2 separate regions of the Sus scrofa genome follow, and region 1 is linked to region 2. A link is a contact called in public HiChIP or PLAC-seq data. All regions are on one chromosome and are shown on one strand. Each heading gives the region's core, a stretch centred on a gene start, on an enhancer-like site or on the middle of the called end of the contact. The rest is flanking DNA. Distances are from core to core; before and after follow the strand shown. Region 1 holds the start of FBRS (probable fibrosin-1). Region 2 holds the start of LOC100736818 (cardiotrophin-1).

The links. HiChIP or PLAC-seq counts read pairs in DNA pulled down with a chosen protein or histone mark.
Region 1: an H3K27ac HiChIP or PLAC-seq map of alveolar macrophages shows a contact between it and region 2. The contact joins the promoter of FBRS here to the promoter of LOC100736818 in region 2. A contact is called at or near these places in 3 of 47 Hi-C or Micro-C datasets (epiblast stem cells and skeletal muscle) and 2 of 2 datasets of contacts at active chromatin or transcription factors (alveolar macrophages and skeletal muscle).

What each region holds. Positions count from the first base shown.
Region 1 is chr3:17,742,448-17,747,098 of Sscrofa11.1, reverse strand. It overlaps FBRS (probable fibrosin-1), which reads left to right and starts at 3,288. Exons shown (of 18, transcript XM_021086415.1): 1 at 3,288-4,651. The coding sequence starts at 4,377. PRR14 (proline-rich protein 14) reads left to right here. Exons shown (of 12, transcript XM_021086416.1): 8 at 1-10; 9 at 153-222; 10 at 303-394; 11 at 671-742; 12 at 833-1,214. The coding sequence ends at 1,112.
Region 2 is chr3:17,543,309-17,547,997 of Sscrofa11.1, reverse strand. It overlaps LOC100736818 (cardiotrophin-1), which reads left to right and starts at 2,748. Exons shown (of 3, transcript XM_021086414.1): 1 at 2,748-2,851; 2 at 4,501-4,616. The coding sequence starts at 2,827. It overlaps BCL7C (B-cell CLL/lymphoma 7 protein family member C), which reads right to left and starts at 452. Exons shown (of 6, transcript XM_013995586.2): 1 at 171-452. The coding sequence starts at 262.

The sequences.
Region 1 (4,651 bases), core at 2,039-4,538, 200 kb before region 2:
CAGAACCCAGGTAGTGCTGTCGATGAACTCTCCATAAAGCTCTGGCCACAGTCTGGGCTCCGCCTCTCCCTCCTTCCCTAGTGTCTAGGGGGCAGGAGATGGGGATGTTGCTTCGGATGTTGTTTGGCCCTGAGCCTTGACCTTCACTGCAGGTTGAGCTCAACCAAGAGGAAGGAGCCAAGGGCTTCAGAAGACCAGGTGCTTTCAGACCCCGAGTCCAAGGTAAGGGTACAGCTGAGGGGCAAGAGGCCGGGGGGAGCCCAAGCCCAGGCTGCACCTACACCCTCTGCCCCATCTTGCAGACCATGGGAAAGGTTTCTCGATTCAGAATACGCAGGACACCGGCCCGTTCTCAGTTAAACCTTACGCCCATGGGGCTGCCTCGACCAATCAGGTGAGAGGTTCGTGGTGCACGGAGCTACCTTGCCAGATAGGTGCAGGCCCAGGTCCTCGGCGTGTGGCTTTGTCTCCTCTCAGGGAGCACAATCCAGCTTGGAGGAGTCTATTTGATCTGGACTTGGTTTGGCCATAGAGCCATCCCTCTGCCTCTGGCAGCACTCCTGGCTCCTGGCACATCCTAGAAACTGAAATACAGACCAGGCCTTGCTTATCCCTTCTTCCAGGGCCACTGGTCCCACGTTTCTCAGAGGCCTCTGCCCTTTGCTCACAGGTTGAACAAGAAGGAGTTCAGCCTGGAAGAAATTTACACCAATAAGAATTACCAGTCACCCACGACCAGGAGGTGAGACACTTTGAAGTCTTGGGGGTGACATAGGGAAGGCTGGAGCCAGGGGGCACGCTGGTAACCAGCACTCCTCCCTGCCTGGTCCAGGACCTTTGAGACCATCTTCGAGGAACCCCGGGAGCGCAACGGGACCCTGATTTTCACCAGCTCAAAGAAGCTCCGGCGGACTGTAGAATTTCGGGACTGCAGCCTTCCTCGATCCAGGCGGCCATCTCGAGGGGCCCGGGCTGCAGCTGGCAGGACCGTTACTCCCAATCTGGCCCCCAACCCAGATGTGGGGCCCCTGCTGCAGCAGCGACTGCAGGAGCTGGATGCCTTGCTCCTCGAAGAGGAGGAAGGGGATCAAGAGCAGCCCCATCGGACTTAGAAGCGCCATCTGTTTGTCCGTTCATCCTGGAGGGAGGGGAAGTCTCTAAGGCAGTTATATTTTTTCTCTACATTTCTAGTAAAGTTTTCGATATGTTTCTGATTCTTTTATAAGTCTCTATCTGAGTTTGAGAGTAGCTGGCAGTACTGGCTGCCAAAGACTAGGAAATGGGGAGGTACCAGGGGAGATGGTGAAGGATGGATATAGGGAAGGGGGTGGAGAAATGGTCATTGGAGACACTTTTTATTTATTTGGCTGCCCCATGGCATATGGAGTTCCTGGGCCTGGAATCAGATCCAAGCTGCAGTTTCTGCATGTGCTACAGCTGGGGCAACGCTGGATCCTTTAACCCACTGCAAGGGGCAGGGATTGGACCTGCACCTTGGTGTTGGAAGAGATACTGCTGATCCCCTTGCGCCACAGTGGGAACTCCTGGAGATACTCTGGTTTTAAGAATCTTCCCGGAGTTCCCATCGTGGCCCAGGGGAAACGAATCTGACTAGGAACCACGAGGTTTCGGGTTCGATCCTTGGCCTCGCTCAGTGGGTTGAGGATCCAGCGTAGTTGTGAGCTGTGGTGTAAGTTGCAGATGTGGCTCGGATCTGGCATTGCTGTCGCTCTCGCATAGGCTGGCAGCAATAGCTCTGATTAGACCCCTAGCCTGGGAACCTCCATATGCCCTGGGTGTGACCCTAAAAGGACAAAAGACCAAAAAAAAAAAAAAAAAATCTTCCCATGTGATGGAGTTCCCATTGTGGCTCTGGGTTAAGAACCCAACTAGTATCCATGAGGATAAGTGTTTGATGATCCCTGGCCTTGCTCAGCAGGTTAAGGGTCCAGTGTTGCTGCAAGCTGTGGTGTAGGTGACAGATGTGGCTCAGATCTGGCATTGCTGTGGCTGTGGTGTAGGCCAGCAGCTAAGCTCTGATTCAAGCCCTAACCTGGGAACCTCCATATGCTGCAGCTGCAACCCTAAAAAGGAAAAAAAAGAATTTTCCCATATGGATACGTCTGAATTTCCTCCAGAAGATACTATGATTCTATACCTGGTCAGGGTTCTCTCAACTCACTTACGTCGCAGAGGACAGATGTAAAGACCCAGAGTGGACGAAGGCCTTGATCACCATGGCCCTGAGTTCCTCCTAACACACAGGCCAGGATCCTCCTGCTGGATTCAAGAGCTGAGTACTCAGCTATAATTAAGCACCTACAACAACCTGTCCCAGTTACCTGACCTACACAAAGCCTTGTGAGAGTCATACCCATTTAATATATAAGCAAGCAAGTTGACTGTTCCAGTGCTATGTCCACCTTAAAAGGGTAACCTAAACAACCAGCGGACGTAAGTGGCACTGTACATCTTTCATAACTTAGAGGCAAAATACAGCAGTGGTCAAGAGCACTGACTGGAGCTAAACTTGAGTCCAAACCCTGGCTGGGAAATTAAACCTGCATCAATTCCCTGCTCCTTCTGTAAAATGGGGCTGATAGGAGTATCTTCCTAAGAGACTTCGTACTGTCAAACGAGTTAATATGAGAGAAAGTGCCCGGCACACAGGACAAGGTGTTTCTTGCTAGAACGCGGAGACCATAGGCAAGCACTCTCTCACTGCACCGACCCATAACGGGATGCGGTTTGCTTGCCGCGCGACTAGAGCTCTCAAAACACGCCGCAAGCTCTAGCCATCCCGCACCGCGGGAGATCCCGCTGAGCAGCTACCCGACGGAGGTACCACCACGCGCGTGCGCGAAAAGCCAAGCGGCCGGTGGACTAAGCCAAACGGCGGAAAGGGAGAGAAGACGTAGCGCGCGGCAGACAAGGACCTGCCTCGGCCCCGCGCCGCCCAGCGGCCAACCGTCCCTAGGACTCGCGCACCCCATCCGGATCCTTGCCTAGACGCCGTCAGGTCACGGGCCAATGAACGAAGAGCAGGAAGAGGCGGGGTCATCTGAAGGACCGCCCCAAGCACGTACTTCTAACCAGTCGAGTCATAAGACTTGATGAAGGGAGGAGCTAATCTGACGTATACCCAATCCAAGATTTGAGGGCGGCTACATATTACCCACTCCCCGGAGTTTGACTCCGCCCTTCGCCTTGACGTACACGTCTCAACCTATCAACGACTAAGCCTGTAGAGGGGTGAGGGGAAGGGGGCGGAGAGTGGGAGGAGGCAAAGAGAGGAAGGAGGCGTAGGCTGAGGAGGAAGAGGGAGGAGGGGCAGGGAAGTCCTGGCGGAGAGGAGGCCCCAGACTCCAAAGGAGACAACAGGAGGGTACGCAGAAGCTCCCTCCCTACCCAGCAGCCGTTCCGGATCCCTTAAGGCGCAAGTCAGACAGAGACGGAGGAAAGGAGGAAGAGACTTTTATGTCGGCAGACAGAGAAGCTCTACCCGTCACCGTTGCCTCACATCCGGGGCTTTGGAGGGCTGGCCCCCGCGGCCCCGCCCCCCCCTCGCGCCTTTCATGGCGACCGGAGGCGGAGGCTGGAAGAGCTGGGCTTGGAGGAGGCCCCTTTAAATCTCCTTAAAGGGGTGGCCACTCATCTCGGCAGACTACAACGCCAGCCTTTAAAGGGGAAGCCACCGAACAGACGCTGACAAATTGAGAACTGTGCTGTTGGGAGAATTGGAAGGAGTGGGGATTCTCACCGCCTCTCCTCCCCCACGCAAGAAGTCCTTTAAATTCAACTTAAAGGGGAAGTGGCTGCTTGTGGAGGACTAGAAACTAACTCCCGAGCCCTTAAAGGGGCGGCCTGCTGTTTGGAGAACCCTGGACTCCTTAAAGGGGTGGCCTCTTTTCGTCGGAGGACTTGAGGCACTTTTAAAGGGGAGGTCTGCGTTTCGGGTCGAGCTTTCGGCCCCTTTTAAAGGGGTGGCCCTTCCTCTTCCTCGGGGAGACTTGTCTCGACCCCTGGCAGGGGGCGGCCACCGAACTAGGCCGGTCGGACACCGTCGGGTCGTCTTAAAGGGGACAGGGGCTGAACAACTTGAGGCCTTGCCTTAAAGGAACGGCCGCTCCGTTTTCGTCGTCTCGTCCCCGCCGGCCCCACAGGGGGGGCCCTCAGGCTTGTCGCCCCGGGGGCGGCGCCGGCTTCCCGGGCCTTGGCCTTGGGGCAAGCTCGGGGCCAGGAGATCCTGCTTTAAAGGGGAAGCCGTGGCCCTCTCGTCCCTGTGCAGCCGCCAGCGCCGCGCGTGCGACCCCGGGCCTGCGGACAGGCCGCTTCGGGCCCCGCCGCCTCCGGATGCGGCGCTGAGGGCGGTCGCCATGGAGACGGCAGCGGCCGCGGCTCCCGGCCCGGGCTGGGCCGCTGAGGGGGAGCGGCGGCGGCGGCGCTGCTCGCGCCGAGACCGAGACCGGGAGCAGCGGCGCCGCCGAGGTCCCGGCGGCGACGCGCCCCGGGCCCTATTGGCCGCCCCGCGCGGTTCCTCGTCCTCGTCGTCGCCGCCGCCGCCCGCCAGGCCCTGGTCGTCAGCTTCATCTGGAGAGCGGCCGGGAGGCCCGAGACGGCGGCGGCCGCGTCCCAGGCCTCGGCCCCCGCG
Region 2 (4,689 bases), core at 1,499-3,998:
TAGCCAGGAGAAGAGAGATAGAGCCCTGCAGATCCAGGACGCAGCTGGGGGCGGCGGGGGAGAGGGGCACACCTAACACCTGGGGGCCACAGGTGGCGGAGGGGGTGTGGACGTGTCGGGGGAGGAATGGCCCGCCGTGGCCCGTCCCTGGCCCCCGGGGCAGCGCTCACCATCTCCGGACCTTCTCGATGGTCGCCATCACCTTCTTGATGTCATCCTTGGCCCGGCTCCGGGTCTCGGCCCGCACGGTCCGGCCGGCCATGCTGGCGGGGCTGGGGCCGAGGCCGAGCCCGCGGCTGGGCCGCCTCCCGTCCGGCGGGCTCAGGCTCGGCGCCAGGCCGGGGCGCCGCTCTCTCGGCCTGTCGCCCCTCCGGGAGTTGGCCGCGCCCTCCCTCGCTCCCCAACGCCTCCGCGAGTCCCCGCCCCGCTTCCTGCCGCCGCGCCCCGCCCCGGCCCGTCCCCGGAGCCGCCCGGCGGCGCGGGCGGCCAGAGCCCAGGCCTGGAAGCCGGCCGGCCCCGCCCCGACCGGGCCCGCCGCCTCCGCCTCGAGGCGCCCGGACGCGCAGCGCCCCCTGCCCGCGGCCGAGAGGGAGGTTGGGGCAGCTCGGCGACTGGACGCGCGCGGCGGGGCTGCGGCCGTGCGTTCAGACCACGTGGGCGCCAGGGGGCGCGAGAGGATCTGTGTCCCGGGTGCGACCGCTGCGCGTGGGTGGACCCTGGAACGGTGTGTGTGTTTGTGTGTGTGTGTTTGCGTGTGTGTGTGTCCCTTGCTCGGCTGCCTGGTTCTACGCTGCAACTATCTCTTCATCCATTCATTCTACAGGCTATTAACTGAGGGCCAGTTACGTGCCAGACACTGTAAATGTACTGAGTGCCTCTTCCACCCTCCAGAATGGCTCAGATGAGACCTTGCCAAGTGGAGGCGAAGTAGAGCAACTGGACCTCTCATATTTCTGGGGGAGTGTAAATTGATAGAGACACTTTGGAAAGCTGGCGCTTTTCTAGTGAAACCGAACGTACACCAACCCTGTGACCCAGCAGTTCCGCTCCTGGATGGTTAACACCCATCAGAAATGCGTGGGTAGGAGCCCCAAGGGACCTGTACTGGAATGTCCATAGCTCTGTTCCTAAGCGCCTCAGGCTAGAAACAACCCATCCACAGGGCCATGGAAAATAAATTGTAGCCTGTTCACACCATGGACGACAGGGCAAGGAGAGTGATGTCCTGCTACACACAACATGGGGACGTCTCGTGAAAGAGGTCAGAGAAGCAATACGCCCTGTGATCCCATTCAGAGAAAGTTCTGGACAAAACCAATAAATGGTGCGAAACACCGGGGAGAGTGGTCACCCTGGGGACTGGGAGGGGCTAAGAGGGGCCTCTGGGAACTGGTCAGATTCCGTTTCTTAATCTGGTGCTGGTTCCCACGGCATATTTACTCTTGGAAAATTCGCGGAGCTGTACATATAGGATGTGTGTACTTTACCCTGTGTCTATAGCACGTCAATGAAAAGCTTACTTAAAATACATGTGTCTTGGTTGATTTTGTTTGAGGCTGTGTTTGCCAGCAGGTATGACATTCTAAATTTGTGTTGCTGTGTGTGAATGTGTCAAGGGTGTGGCTCTCGGGTCTGTGTGTTTTGGTGTGACTATGTTCAGAGGTGGTTATGACATCATTTCTGGGCCAAATCGCTGGGGTAAAATCCCAGCTCTGCTTGTCCAGTGACCTCAAACAAGTCACTTATCACTATTTTCTCAGCTGTAACATGGGAATGAGTTAATATACATGTAACTCTTAGAACAGCATCTTGCGCATAGTAAATACCCAACAAGAGTCACTGTTAATATGCGCGTGATGGTGCCACATGCTGTGCCCTCTGCCAGTTGTTCCCTTTCTTCCTTTATTCTGGCAGTTGTCTGCTCATGGTGAAATACTTAAAGACACAGGGGCCTCCTTCCCAGTTCACATTACCTGCTTTTGTCTGTGGTCTCACTATCAGATTGAGCTCCTCAGGGGGCCAGAGACTAAGAATGGATCCCCTCTGGGGCCCAGAGCCCAGGACAGAGGGGGTACTTGGGAACCATTTGTGGGAATAAGTAAGTGTGTACGGACCGGTCAGCGTTTGTCCTCATCGGGTTTGTGGGTAGATGTGTGGGTGTGACTCCCTGGACCTATCTCTGAAGCTTGTTCCAGCGCAAGAAGCCTTCAGTAGATGCGGGTGTGTCGGAAGGGTTCTCTTACTGGTAAGACGAGGTGGTGGTCCCCTCCTAGTAGCTGTGACTATGAGAGCAAGGGCAGAAGGCATCTGCAATAGGCCAGGAGGTGTTTATGCCAGCAGGTGTGGCCCAAGCCTGAGGGCCCCCATCTCGGCCTCTCAAGCACCTGGCTCTCCCCTTCCCTTCCCCGCCAAGAGGGAGGGCCAGCACATTCCAGGCCTGCCAGCTGCGCCCTCTCCTATCCCCCCAGTTTTCTCGGAAAAAACAGCCCAGAGGCCAAGACTAACCCCAGGTCGGAGCCTGAGCCTTCTCCTCTCATTGGGACCCAGGCTGCCTCCCAGGCCCTGGCACCCAAGCCTGAGTCCAACCTGCAGACATCCTGCTGCCCTCCTCAGGCCCCCTCCCCGACGAGGCTGCGCAAGCAAGGACCTGAGCTCAGGGCCAAGGAATCCTGCCTGGGGCGGCGGGGGGCGGGGTGGTGAGGGGGGGGTAGATTGTTGGGGTCTGAGCCGTGATTGGCTACGCCCCGGCCACGCCCCTACCCTTTTCCCCCTTCTCCCCCCTCGGAAGGGGGGCGTGGAGGCTACCAGGATCAGCCAGGGGACAGCATGAACCGGAGGGAGGGAAGTCTGGGTAAGGGACTGAAGGGTCAGATGCCGAGTGCCTGAGGGGAGCAGGGGTCAGAAGGGCTGGAAGCTGGAGTCTGGGTCCCCGCCACCCCTAGGTACGGGAAGGGAGCGGCCTGAGTGGGGGAGAGCAGGGCCCCGGTGTCAGGTAACGAGCGGGTGAGTTGTGGGTGAGCTGGGGGCAGGGGCAAACGCCAGAGTTTAGAGGAGGCCTGGGGCTGTGCCTTCAGGGATTTGGACTCAGGAGGTAGATCCTGGGTTCGAGTACACCTTGGGGGAGGACTGGGGTCGTGGCTGGGACAGGACATCGGATCCTCTCAGAGTATCGGGAAAGAATCACAGCTGGGAGCCAGAGGGACGTGTAAAGTTAGAGGAAGAAGCCTTTGGCCACAGGGGCTGGTGAGTGACAACAGGAAGCGAAAGTCGAGGCTGTTAAGGATAGGGACCCGCGGGGCAAACTCTGGCGGGGCGGGGGCGGGGGCGGGAGTTGCCGGGCCAAGACTACATTCCCCAGCATGCCCTGGACACGCGCGATGGGCATCTAGGGAAATGTAGTCCTCCCGGGGCGCCACCCTCTAGCTTGTGCTAGTGAAGGTAGATTGCTGCCGATTCATTGATGCTGCGCAATGCCCAGCGTCTTGCATAGACGGGCCATCAGGAAAGGAGTGGGATTTCAGTCTCCCAACTTGTAAAATGGGCTTAACGGCTCATTTCAATTTAAAGATCTGTGCATCAATGATGCTGAATTCCACAAACAATCTCTGAGAGAGAGATGTATGAGCCCAACCCTCAAAGGATTCCCAGGCTGAGGCAGATTCTCACAGGGGAAAAAAAAAAAAAAAAAAAAGAGCCATTAAAAAAAACCACCTTGGGGAAGTTCTCTTATGCCGCAACTGTGGCAAAGGTAGCAACTGCCCTGCGGGTTTGATCCCTGGCTGGAAACTTTCACATGCCCTGGGGGCTGCCAAAAAAAAAAAAAAAAAAAAAAAAAAACCAAAAACCAAAAACCACCCACCACTTTGGAAGTATGAACAAATGGCCTTAAGTAGAAAGAAGAAGTTAATTTAAAGGAGGGGTAAATCTACACTGGGGAGGCAGTATTTGAATTTGGCTTTAATAGGATTTCAACAATGATCTAGGCACAGGGAATACATTTCAGGTAGAACAACCACTTGGCAAATGTCTGGTGCTTCATTTTCCCTCAGTTGGAAGGGGACAGAGCCTGCCTGGCTTAAAAGTTGGAGGATTCAGAGTGGAGCTTCTGGGAGTTCCTATTGTGGTGCAGTGGAAATGGAATCTGACTAGTAACCATGAGGTTGTGGGTTCAATCCCCAGCCTCACTCAGTGGGTTAAGGATTTGGTGTTACCCCGAGCTGTGGTGTAGGTCGCCGACATGACTTGGATCCTATGTTGCTGTGGCTGTGGTGTAGCCTAGCAGCTGTAGTTCTGATTCGACCCCTAGCCTGGGAAACTCCATATGCCACAGGTTTGGCCCTAAAAAGCAAAACAACAACAACAACAGCAACCAAAAAAAAAAAAAAAAACCCAAACCAGAGTGGAGTTTCTGGATTCAGGAAGGAAGAGCCAACCTGGAAGAGGTGGTCAAGAAGCAGGGGGGTTGTGTACCCTCATTCCTCCCCCTTTTCCCACCAGAAGACCCCCAGGCTGATTCCTCCATTTCACCCCTTCCCCACTTGGAGGCCAAGATCCAACAGACACACAGCCTTGCCCGCCTCCTCACCAAATATGCTGAGCAGCTGCTCCAGGAATATGTGAGTGGGGATGAGGGTGCGGGTACCAGGGGGCCTGGGGTCTGGGGAAGTACACATCACGGGGTCCTTGAAC